Linked DNA regions of Triticum aestivum: region 2 is linked to region 1. A link is a contact called in public Hi-C data. All regions are on one chromosome and are shown on one strand. The core of a region is the stretch at or near the end of the contact, and the rest is flanking DNA. Distances in the headings are between cores, read along the strand shown.

Region 1 (6,121 bases), core at 2,643-5,142:
GGGATCGTAGCAGAAATTTAAAATTTTCTACGCATCACCAAGATCAATCTATGGAGTAATCTAGCAATGAGGGGAAGGGGAGTGCATCTACATACCCTTGTAGATCACTAAGCGGAAGCGTTGCAAGAATGCGGATGAAGGAGTCGTACTCGCAGCGATTCAGATCGCGGTTGATTCTGATCTAAGCGCCGAACAACGGCGCCTCCGCGTTCAACACACGTGCAGCCCGGTGACGTCTCCCACGCCTTGATCCAGCAAGGGGAGAAGGAGAGGTTGGGGAAGACTCCATCCAGCAGCAGCACGACGGCGTGGTGGTGAAGGAGGAGCGTGGCAATCCTGCAGGGCTTCGCCAAGCACCGCTGGAGAGGAGGAGGACTTGGGAGAGGGGGAGGGCTGCGCCGGAACTTGGGTGCGGCTGCCCTCCCACCCCCCACATATATATAGGGGCAAGGGAGAGGGGGCCGGCCCCCTCAGATCCAATCTGAGGAGGGGGCGGCGGCCAGGGGGGTTGCCTTGCCCCCCAAGGCAAGGGGGGCGCCGCCTTTAGGGTTCCCCCAAACCCTAGGCACGCGGGCCCTAGGGGGGGAGGCGCCCAGCCCACTAAGGGGCTGGTCCCTCTCCACACACAGCCCATAGGGCCCTCCGGGGCAGGTGGACCCTCCCGGTGGACCCCCGGAACCCCTTCGGTTGTCCCGGTACAATATCGGTAACCTCCCCGAATTATTCCGGTGACCGTATGATGACTTCCCATATATAAATCTTTACCTCCGAACCATTCCGGAACTCCTCGTGACGTCCGGGATCTCATCTGGGACTCCGAACAACAGTCGGTAACCACGCACATCTATTCCCTATAACCCTAGCGTCATCGAACCTTAAGTGTGTAGACCCTACGGGCTCGGGAGTCATGCAGACATGGCCGAGACAACTCTTCAGTCAATAACCAACAGCGGGATCTGGATACCCATGTTGGCTCCCACATTCTCCACGATGATCTCATCGGATGAACCATGATGTCAAGGATTCAATCAATCCCGTATACAATTCCCTTTGTCTATCGGTACGATACTTGCCCGAGATTCAATCGTCGATATCCCGATACCTTGTTCAATCTCGTTACCGGCAAGTCTCTTTACTCGTTCCGTAACACATCATCCCGTGATCAACTCCTTGGTCACATTGTGCACATTATGATGATGTCCTATCGAGTGGGCCCAGAGATACCTCTCAGTTACACGGAGTGACAAATCCCAGTCTCGATTCGTGCCAACCCAACAGACACTTTCGAAGATACCCGTAGTGCACCTTTATAGCCACCTAGTTACGTTGTGATGTTTGGCACACCCAAAGCACTCCTACGGTATCCGGGAGTTGCACAATCTCATGGTCTAAGGAAATGATACTTGACATTAGAAAAGCTTTAGCATACAAACTACACGATCTTGTGCTAGGCTTAGGATTGGGTCTTGTCCATCACATCATTCTCCTAATGATATGATCCTGTTATCAACGACATCCAATGTCCATGGTCAGAAAACCGTAACCATCTATTAATCAACGAGCTAGTCAACTAGAGGCTTACTAGGGACATGGTGTTGTCTATGTATCCACACATGTATCTGAGTTTCCTATCAATACAATTCTAGCATGGATAACAAACGATTATCATGAACAATGAAATATAATATAATAATAACTAATTTATTATTTCCTCTAGGGCATATTTCCAACACTCTTGCCCGAGAGAGAGATTTTCCGCGGGCGGTGGTTCCCTGCCTTCCCGGCGTCCCTCCCACGCAGGCCAGAGGTCTCTGACCCCCGATCGCCGGATAAGGGAGGGGAAAGAGGGGAGGTGATATCTCTATGGTGGTGGCTGCCATTGCCGCCCGAGAGGAAAACAAAACCCTAACGAGAGGGGAAGTTCTGCAGGTGTTTTAAGCGTATCTTAGAGCATCTCCAGTCGCGCCCCCAATAAGGCCCCCCAGGCGAGTTTTCGGCCGCCGACCCAACCCGACCCCGGCGTGCTGGGGGCGCTCGGGGGCGCCGGGCGAATCTTTTTTGGCGCGAAAGAGCCGCGAGCCCTCCTTGCCAGCGACTCGTCTCGCTTCTTGCCGCTTCGTCGTCCTCATCGCCTTGTTTCCCGCGACAAATCAATGCCAAAGCTGTCGCGCGCTGCCGTGCCGGTCAGCCTCCGCCATTGATGCCTCACGGGCGGCGTAGTGAAAATGAAACGACGCGCGTCCCCTTGCATGCCACGCGTACGCGCGGCGCCTCCACCTACATAAAGCCGACCCCAGCGCGCCGGTGGCACGCATAGAGTCTCCACCGCCAGCGCCACCTTTCTCCCCCTTCCTCCCTCTTCTCTCGCCGTCTATAGCTTAAAGAATGGCCGAACACTTCCCAGGAGACGGCGCGGCGGCGGACGGCTTCGGCCGCCGCCACCTTTACGAGAACGAAGCTCGGCTCCTCTTCGAGGCCGAGTACCCGGTCCCGCCGGACATGCGGGTGCCCGGGGCCTGGAGAATCAGCGCCGGCGGGGGCCCAGTGCCGCCACCGCCCACCGGGGCGTCGCGACGCGCGGAGATCGCGTGTATCCGCTCCTCCTTGCTGCGGGCGGCGAGGGAGGGGCCACACTACGTCCCCGACAGCCTGCTCTGGGAGCCATACTTCCGCCGCCGCCACGCCGAGCAACTCGAGGCCACCAACGACGCCGTTCCCTTCGACAGGCTCAACTCCGAGGGGAGGCGCCGATGGTGGGGCGTGCCCGGCCGCACGCTGGAGGCTGTCCTCGAGTACATCGAGGGCGGCAACACGCCGAGGCTGGAGTACCCCTCCCCCCCGTCCTTCTCTCGCCGTCGTGGGAGCTCATGGACGCCGAGGCGCATGGACCTCGGGGCATCCTCCTCCTCGTCAGGTCGGTCAACCGGCTCTCCCTGCCTCCGCCCCGTCAAGCCGGAGCCCCAAGACACGCCCCAGGAGACGCCTGTTAGCTCGCGCACCCGCAGCTCCGGCGTCCACATCGACGACTCCGCCCCCGCCTCTGGCCGCCTCGTCCTTGTTAGGCCGAAGCCGGAGCCCGGCCTCCCCGCGGAGTATGAGGAGATAGCCCGGCGCGGCTTTTCCGACGAGGATGCCCTACGGCGGGCGCGGGACGACTACCTCGGCGATGAGGTGGTCCAGCAGCGCCGGGCCTTGGAGGAGATAGCCGCCCGCAAACGTGGGTGCGAGGACGAGCACGGCGTCGTGGGCCTCGACAGCGACGACGCCGATGCCCCCGGACCGTCCAACCCGCCGCGCCAACCGGGGGAGGGTTGCAGCAGGGACGGCGGCCGCGGCGGGAGACGACGACGACGATGGCGACGACTACACGCGGTTCTACCGCCTCCTCGGCATTTAGATCTGCAAGGCGGCGGGCGGCGAGGAGCGGTGAGGGAGACGACAAGGAGTAACCTAATAGCTTTTTTTTTCTTTTTGTAAAATATTTTAAATATGAACGAACTCGTCGAAGTTTGATTGAATTTACGCCGTGTTTGTGCCGTAATTTATATTTTCAGAAAAACGTGGGCACCGTGACTGGGGGACATCACGTACCCAGCGCGTCGTTTATCGCCGATGCGTCCCAGGAACGATTTTTAGCGCCTCCTGAGGGCCCAACGGCTGAAGATGCTCTTAATGGCCCAATGACGAGGAGCCGCTCCCGTGACCACACAACCCAATGTGCTACAACGTTCCACGGGCTGGCTCGTTTACTAAATGTGCCGCGCCTGGGCCAGGAAGCAAGGCACGTGGGCCAGCACGGCACGGCCCGTCCAGCACGGCACGGCCCGTCTAATAAACATGTCTCTGTGGGCCGTGCCGTGCTGGCCTTTTGGCCAGCTCTGCTCCCACCGCTAAAAAAAAAGAGAAACCCACTGACTCCCGACTCCGACTCCTGTCCCCGATTCTCCTCCCGATCTCGCAGGCTCGCCGCCTGCCTCGCCGCACGCCGTCGCCGCCACCGGTTGCCAGGAGGCAAAGAGCCGGCCCTGCCCGCAGCGCCCACCCAGCGCCCCTGCCCGCCCCACCCACCGGTCGCCCACCGCCGCACCGCGGCCTTGCCAGTCGGCGCCCGGCAGCCGCCCATTCCGCACTCGGCAGCAGTCCTGCCCTGCGGCCGGCGGTGTGCAGTTGCAGCGGCCAGCCAATTTGAGGTGCCTTTTCTCCATTCCCCAAGTTTTGGTTGGTCTCATTACGAATTTAAGGTTTATATTCATGGATTATCTATCAGGTGGATTATGACAGTGCTATCTGCCACGTACATTAACACACACACATAACTTTGCACATAATTTCTTGTGTCCAATTATGTCATCATGATTGATATTTTTTTTAGGGAATCATAAACGATACTAGAATGTAAATTTTCGCTGTGTCCAATTATGTCATCATGATTGATACTAGAATGTAAATTTTTGCTGTGTCCAATCAGGTGAATTATGATTTTACACAGAATTTGCTGTGTCCAATCAGGTGGATTATGATAGTGCTATTGGTAAATTATAATTAGTATGTTAACATGTCATATTTACAAATCCTAGACCCACCACTGATCAGCGGCGATGGCGATCCGACACTACTGGTCGATGGCTGTCGCAGCCGTTGGGTTCCGCCTCGTTCTGGTGCTCTTCGGCGGAGACCTCCACCTTGCATCCCGCCCGGAGGTCTCCACCCCCCTCACGTCCCTCCGCCGCCGTAAGCACACCTCCTTGCTCTCAGTCCTTGCCCTGCAAACCCCAGCCCTTTTGTGATGTCGGCGTTCTCGTTTGCCTCCTGTGTATGTTGCAGTGGCAGAAGGTTACTGGCTGAAGCAGGCGTCCATGTCACCCTATTCCGGTACGTTACGCACCTCCCCTCTTTGATCGCTTTGCTAACTTTTAGCACTTCACATTTGCAACAGAATGGCCCAAATTTTGAGGCCAGGATAGTTGGGTGGGAGGTGGTATTATTAGGTAGTACTCCCTCCATTTCTAAATATAAGTCTTTTTAGAGATTTCCCTAGGGACTACATACGGATGTATATAGACATATTTTAGAGTGTAGATTCACTCATTTTGCTCCGTATGTAGTCCATATTGGAATCTCTAAAAGGACTTATATTTAGGAACAGAGGGAGTATTACAGAGCAATTTTTAAAATGCTTGACTGGGTTTCTACTGAATACTGATAGACATTATTTCATGTTCATTTTTCTGTAATGAACTACTGATAATTCCTGATGGATGAAATATGATATGACTGAATGACTCCTACTTAGCATCAGAGGCCTAGATGCTTCTTGCGATTACATCATAAATCTTAGCAATTAGCCATGATATTTTGCTCTTTGTAATGTTGATCTGTTAACAGTTTGTACTTGTAAATGATGGTCCAGCCTGTTGAGTGATCTGTTTTTCAGGTTCGATGTATCATGGTTCCCCTTTGCTTCTATCAGTTCTTGGTCCGCTAACCAGCAAAAGGTGATAGGTCCTTCGTTTTGATGCTTCTTTGATCATTTCTTTGATGTCGCCACTCTTGCTATGTCTCTTCATTTGACCAGATCACCATATAAAATGTTAGCATTCTAACACTCCATGATGTCACAGGTCAGGTGGACACCATTCTCATATATATTGCAGGTAAATAAGTGGCTATGTACTTTTCATTTAAACCAGTATATGTTTGTCTACGATTAATAACTTGTCCAAGTATACCTGATATTCATAGAAGAAAATCAGTTTTCTTAGGCTTTACTTTTTATGTTCTTTATCTTGCCCATGGTATCATTCAAACCAAAAAAAATGTAACCATAAACATTTTCACGACTTCTGCATTTTGCCGGCAGTCATGTAATATTACACTCATGAATGCACAACACAGTTTGGTTTTTGTGGCTGTAGATTTTATAGCTGCTATGCTCATTCGATCAACTGGGCGTACACTCCAAATGGCACGTAACAGAAGTTTGAAGTCTCTTGACCTCAGAAAATCAGTGAACAATTCTGGTGAGTCATACTAGTTAATGTTATACTTGAGATGTGCTTTATTGAATCTTGAGCTAAATTTGCCTTTTGTTTGGCACCACTCTCTACTTATTTTCCCAAGT
Region 2 (6,121 bases), core at 1,963-4,462, 580 kb after region 1:
TTTATATTATAAAGTCACGACCACACGATACAAATGCTGGGGCCTCAGCACAAGCAAGCCCAAAAGAAACAAAAAAGGAACTGAAGAGAAAATAAAGCCAACAATGGCGGATCAACGAAAACGATGAGGACCCGCAACCGCTGCGCCCACCGGATAAGACCACCACGCTCCTAGCACTCCGGACCGCCGCATACCAAACAACACCCTCAAGAAGGATCGCGACGATGACGACGTTGTTGCCCGGACATGTCCTAGGGTTTCCCCCGGTACGCGAGGGGTGAGGTGGAAGGGGTATGCCAGGCGCCCTTCAGGAAGGCACGGCGGCGCCCACGAGCGTCACCGCGTCGGTGCCGGCCCTGCCGACAAGGATTTCTCCCGACCACCAACCAACCACGACCCCAGAAGATCCATTCCGCGTCACCAAACACACCGCCCACCAACTTGCGCCACCACGATCGAGCAGTCTCCATCGCCGTCTCACCATGGCAAACGAAACGGGACCGACGGAAACAAGACGACGCAACCGGGAACCAGGAGCAGCAACATCAGCAGCCTCGCGGGAGGGGACATCCTCCACCGCCCCCGGCGGGATCCGGCCGGACACAGCACAGGGGCAAACCGGGCCACCCCCGGCCCAGCCGAGCCCGAAACGGGCTCGTGAAGCCCCCGTCGCCGCGCTGCAGAACGCGAGCCACCGTCGCCACCACCCCCCGCACGAGTCACGCCCCCGAACCGCCGGAGACGCCGCAAGAAGATCAGGCTAGGCCCGCCCAGACCCAGATCGAGCCGAAAAGGGCCCAGATCTGGGCCGGGAAGGCCCGCCGCTAGCCACCGCGTCGCCCCGCCGCCAAGCGGCCGCGCCACCGCCCGCACGCCACCCAGCACTGCGCCGCCAAGGGAGCCGCGCCGCCGCCGGATCCATAGTCGCCGAGGAGCACCCCCGCCGGCCGCCGTCCGCCCGAGCCGAGGCGCCATGCGGGGGGAAAGGCCGGGGCCGCCGCCGCCGGCACCACGCGGGCAAGGCCGGTGGCCCAGGCCGACGGCGGCGGAAGGGGAGGAGGAGGGAAGGGCTGGGAAGGGCGACGAGAGCCCCCGGTCGCCCCGCTCGGGGAGGCGACGCGTGGGGAGGAGAGAGGTTCCTTAACTATATTTTCATGTTATTCCAAGCTTAATAGCCGGAAGGGGATAATTTTTTCTCACTATGGACCTTTTTATGATAATTTAGGTGCGTCAGCCACAAAAGCCCACATTTTTATGTAACACCGTGTGCATCATCAAGACATTACCATTATAGACACACAAACCAACTTCAGACATAATCTAGGTGGCCTTTGGTTCAAAGGCAAGGATGGAGTATGGATTGACTTAGGGTGTATCCGTGCCCACTTGTTCATGGTTCGTCTTTTTGTTTGAAATCACTAGTTAAAAGTGCACCTTGCAAAGGTTACTCTCTCATCTTCCGTGGTTTGACAAATAGCGAACTGCATGGGTTCCACTTGTCATAACATGTGAGTTTTTTTAAAATCATTCTTTCAAACCGTCTTATCTATTGAAATTGAACCGTGCGTCCAAATATTGAACCGCTCTCATTGTTGAATTTCTCGCATCGAGATCTTCAAACTAGATCCCATTTTAATACGTTTCGATGATCTTTTTTCAAAAGAAAAAACAGAAATCAATAAAAACAAAATTAGGGAAAAACGAAGTGGAAAAACCAAATAATCCCCAAAACAAGTTCTCTCGCATGTTGCTTTCTTTTGGAAGCACATGTTGCTTTTTTCGAAGCACAGTTGTGCTTGCATGCGAAGCAAATAATGCTTCTCATGGAAGCACTTTTTTTTCCTGAGAAGCACGCTCGCGGAAACAAATTCGTGCTTCTCATAGAAGTACATATTGTTTTCTAAGAAGCACAGTTGTGCATATCGTGAAAGAAACTTTGTGCTTCCATGCTAAGCAAATGTATGCTTCTCATGAAAGTAAATTTGTTCTTCCACGTGAAGCAAATATGTGCTTATCGTGGAAGCACTAATTTTTTCTCGAGAAGCATAGTTGGATCCGCAAAAAAAATTCTCCAAAACCTATGAAAAACCTGGGGAAGATAAAAAAATCCAAGGAAAACCCATCTAAAACGCGAACATGTGTACAGAAAAAAAATCCAGAAAAGACACCCAACACATGACATGTGACGGTGCTGAATGCGTCACTTGGCATGCTCACAAGCCACCAAAAGTAACTCATGGAGATCCCCGGAAGGGGTAGTTTTTTTTTTAGCATTCCGCAAGGGGCAGTTATTCCCCTTTTTTCTGGTTGATTTTTTTAGACAAGTTCCTGGTTGGATGAGCTATGGTGTCTGCTGCTTCTTCTTTTTTTTGAGGGGAAGCCATGGTGTCTGGTAAATAGGCCGCTGGAAACCTCATCGCTGTCTGCCAAAGTAAATTTTCACCGAAAAAGGATTTCCCCCCGCTTTATAAATAAAGCAACTTCCACCAATCACACGGTAACTGCTGGGGCACACAGCACATCAAGCCCAAAAGAGAAAAAAGAAGAACAAAATGCCAACAACGGCAACTCGGCAAAGCTAAGATGATCTGCCTCCGCTGCGCCCTCCGGATTCGTCCCACCACACACCAAGGCTCCGAATCGCCGCGTAACCAAGCAGCACCTCCAAGAAGGGGTGCAACATCGACGATGCTGCTGCCCGGACATGTCCTACGGTTTCCCCCGGCACGCGGAGAGGAGTGGAGGATGGGTAACACCTACGCCCCTCAGGAAGGAAAGGCGACACCCGCAGACGACACCGCGTCGGCGCCGGAAGAACCGGCAACCAAAGTAAATTTCCATAGTGAGAAAAAATTATCGAAGGCCTTGGGCTTCAGGCCTAAATACTGCAATGTCAGCCCAACTTCCTCCGAAGAAAAATGAGACGTGATGCCAACTGGAATTTTGTTAGCTTTCTCTCTCAAAAAAAGGAATTTTGTTAGCTTCCATTTGCAGTCAAGAAAGTCAAGATTGTTTTCAAAAAGAAAAGGAAAAACTCGGGATCTCTGTTACAAATATCCGTATATAAAGCTCAAAAAATACAGAAAATACATTATATAGATTTTCTAGAGGAAACGAGAGTATCCCACTATACCTAAGAGATTATTAGCAACTAAAAAACAGATTTTTAGAACGTGAAACAACCCCAAAATCTTGTTACTCGTTAGGATATTCCTCGCAAGTCTTCTCATATATACTCGGCATCGCCGCCATCTCAACTACCCCTAGCACCACCCACGACCAGCCGGCGGCAGCGCTACGCCGCCAACACAAGCTCGCGCTCCGTCCGGGGAAATGGCTTCCCTCTGTAACGTCTCCGATCTCTCTCGTGATCCCTCCGAATCAATCTTGGCGTACGCCTGACGTGTGTTTGCGTGCGCGCGTGCGCAGGTATCGTCGTCGCGGCGGCGCTGCTGGTCCTCGGGTGCGCGAGCAGCGGCGCGACGGCGCGGCCGCTGGTCGGGGCGGCGGCGGCGAAGCAGCCGCTGCAGACGTCGCGGCCGTACAACATCGCGCACAGGGGCTCCAACGGCGAGCTCCCCGAGGAGACGGCGGCGGCGTACATGCGCGCGGTCGACGAGGGCGCCGACTTCATCGAGGCGGACATCGTGGCCACCAAGGACGGCCACCTCGTCTGCTTCCACGACGTGACGCTGGACGACACCACCGACGTCGCCGACCACAAGGAGTTCGCCGCCCGCCGCCGCACGCTCGAGGTGCAGTGGGCCAACGTCACCGGATACTTCATCAGTACGCCCGTCCATCCATCCATCATAACCACCTTCCTATTTTCGACCGGAATCTTAACCGCACTCCTATCTTCGATCGATCGATGTGCCAAGATCCAGCGATCAATTAATCCATCGATTTTCTTCCTGATTTGGCAGCTGATTTCACGCTGGCCGAGCTGAAGACGCTGAGAGTGAAGCAGAGATGGTCCTTCCGTGACAAATCTCACGATGGTACGCGTACATTAATTCCTTCATTATTCTGGTGAAATCAGATCACCCGTCTACGATGTTAATCCCCTATGTTTGTGAAGGCATTTCTCCCATCATCACCTTCGACGAGTTCATCGACATCGCGCTGAACGCCAAGAGGGTCGTCGGGATCTACCCGGAGATGAAGAGCCCCGTGTTCATCAACCAGCACGTACGTGATCAACACACATCCATAAACAAAGCCACAAAATAGTTCGTAAATTGTCCATGAATTCATCTGTCGATCGATTCGATGGCAACGATTGCAGGTGAAGTGGGCGGACGGGAAGAAGTACGAGGACAAGTTCATCGGGACGCTGAAGAAGTACGGGTACGGGGGCAAGTACATGACGAAGCGGTGGAAGGAGAGGCCGGTGTTCATCCAGTCCTTCGCGCCGACGTCGCTCATCTACGCCGCCGACCTGACCGACTCGCCCAAGGTGTTCCTCATCGACGACGTGACGGTGCGGACGGAGGACACGGACCAGTCGTACGAGGAGATCACCTCCGACGAGTACCTGGACTACATGCGGGAGTACGTGGTGGGGATCGGGCCGTGGAAGGACACGGTGGTGCCGCCGACGAGGGACAACACGCTGGCGACGCCGACGGACATGGTGGCCATGGCGCACGCCAGGGGCCTGCAGGTGCACCCCTACACGTACCGGAACGAGAACCGCTTCCTGCACTACAACTTCCGGCAGGACCCCTACGCCGAGTACGACTACTGGCTCAACGACGTCGGCGTCGACGGCCTCTTCACCGACTTCCCCGCCAGCCTCCGCCGCTTCCAGGACTGGACCGCCGCCAAGAACTGATCGGCAGACCACACATGAGTACCCTATACGTTCAGATAGCCACAGGCAGGTTCAGATAGGTTTCTCTCTTCTCCTTGGGTTGTTCAGGATTGGATTTTGCATTGGCAATACATGGAATGGATTCGTTACATCGGGACTGGTTTCTCTTATCGTGCATCGTGCGAATGTGATGGTGTCCCCTGTTCTCAGTTAGTACTGTATAAGCTACCAGCAACAGTATCTTGCCAGGTTTCTTCAGTGGGTCTCCCAACAAGGCAAAATGGTAACTGTTCATCTTTCTAACCAGAGAAGATAAAAATCAGTAACACAATGTGTCAACTGAAACAAAAAGTTGCATATTCTTCTTGCGGTTCCTGGTTGGTGTACATGCTGAATTAATTGCTAACATCAACACATCTCTCCATATACAAGTTTAGCAAACAATGAGAAATATATTCATACCAAAACTTTAGCAGATGATGTACACACACACACACACACACACACTGAAACATGCAACTTTGTGGATGAGGACGTCAACATTTTGTGGATGCATTTATCAATATCAAGACACTGAACAATCTTGTAAACGATGGAGTCAGCCAATCGTGAATCAAATCTTTAGAACTAAGATTGTTAATTTACATCTGCTTGTCATATCTGCAGATACAGTAGTTGGCAATTAAGTGGAGAACTATATTATACAAAGCTGGGATCTACAAGATAAAATCTAGTTAAACAATTGATTAGAAGAAGAAAAAACATCAAGGGCCCCAAGTTACAGTTATCTGTACCTTCTACACGTTCAGTAAGTGAATCATGCGCCCTCATCGGTGTTCTCGCATTGGGGGCTGGAGTTGCTTTAGTCGTTGAACAACTAGCTTCATAGTTGGTCGTATAGAGAGCGATTCAACGGTGCACATCACTGCTAAATGCAACACCTCTACCAAGTCATCATGCGGGCCCACATCCCACAAACCATCGACGAAGAAATCACGAGCACGGCCTTGGCGGAGCAGCATGCATGCCCAGGCAACTATGTTAAACCCATTGCCATAAGGAGAAAATGATGGATCCAAGGCCTTCTTGTCTGATATTAGCTCCATCAGTACAACACCATAGCTATACACATCGGCTTTATCTGAAACACGGCATGTCATAGCATATTCTGGAGCAACATATCCAAAAGTTCCAGCAACACCAGTGGTTGCATGGGTTTCCGAATTTCCCAAGAGCCTTGCCAGTCCAAAGTCTGAGAGGTAAGCATTATGGTTAGTGTCCAACAAAATATTGTTTGGTTTCACG

What was found. Hi-C and Micro-C count contacts between places; a contact is called where the count stands out from the background.
Region 2: a contact with region 1 is called in a Hi-C map of leaf, with 5 times the contacts expected there. The contact joins the promoter of LOC123188021 here to the promoter of LOC123188018 in region 1. A contact is called at or near these places in 1 of 5 Hi-C or Micro-C datasets (leaf) and 1 of 1 datasets of contacts at active chromatin or transcription factors (leaf).

What each region holds. Positions count from the first base shown.
Region 1 is chr2A:140,015,635-140,021,755 of IWGSC CS RefSeq v2.1, forward strand. LOC123188018 (phosphatidylinositol glycan anchor biosynthesis class U protein) reads left to right here and starts at 3,893. Exons shown (of 15, transcript XM_044600049.1): 1 at 3,893-4,190; 2 at 4,578-4,731; 3 at 4,825-4,872; 4 at 5,435-5,495; 5 at 5,622-5,654; 6 at 5,896-6,020. The coding sequence starts at 4,599.
Region 2 is chr2A:140,591,976-140,598,096 of IWGSC CS RefSeq v2.1, forward strand. It overlaps LOC123188021 (glycerophosphodiester phosphodiesterase GDPD6), which reads left to right and starts at 3,213. Exons shown (of 5, transcript XM_044600052.1): 1 at 3,213-3,346; 2 at 3,430-3,789; 3 at 3,927-4,001; 4 at 4,082-4,191; 5 at 4,289-4,967. The coding sequence starts at 3,334. The coding sequence ends at 4,837. LOC123188020 (LRR receptor-like serine/threonine-protein kinase RPK2) reads right to left here. Exons shown (of 2, transcript XM_044600051.1): 1 at 5,611-6,121; 2 at 5,157-5,476. The coding sequence ends at 5,644.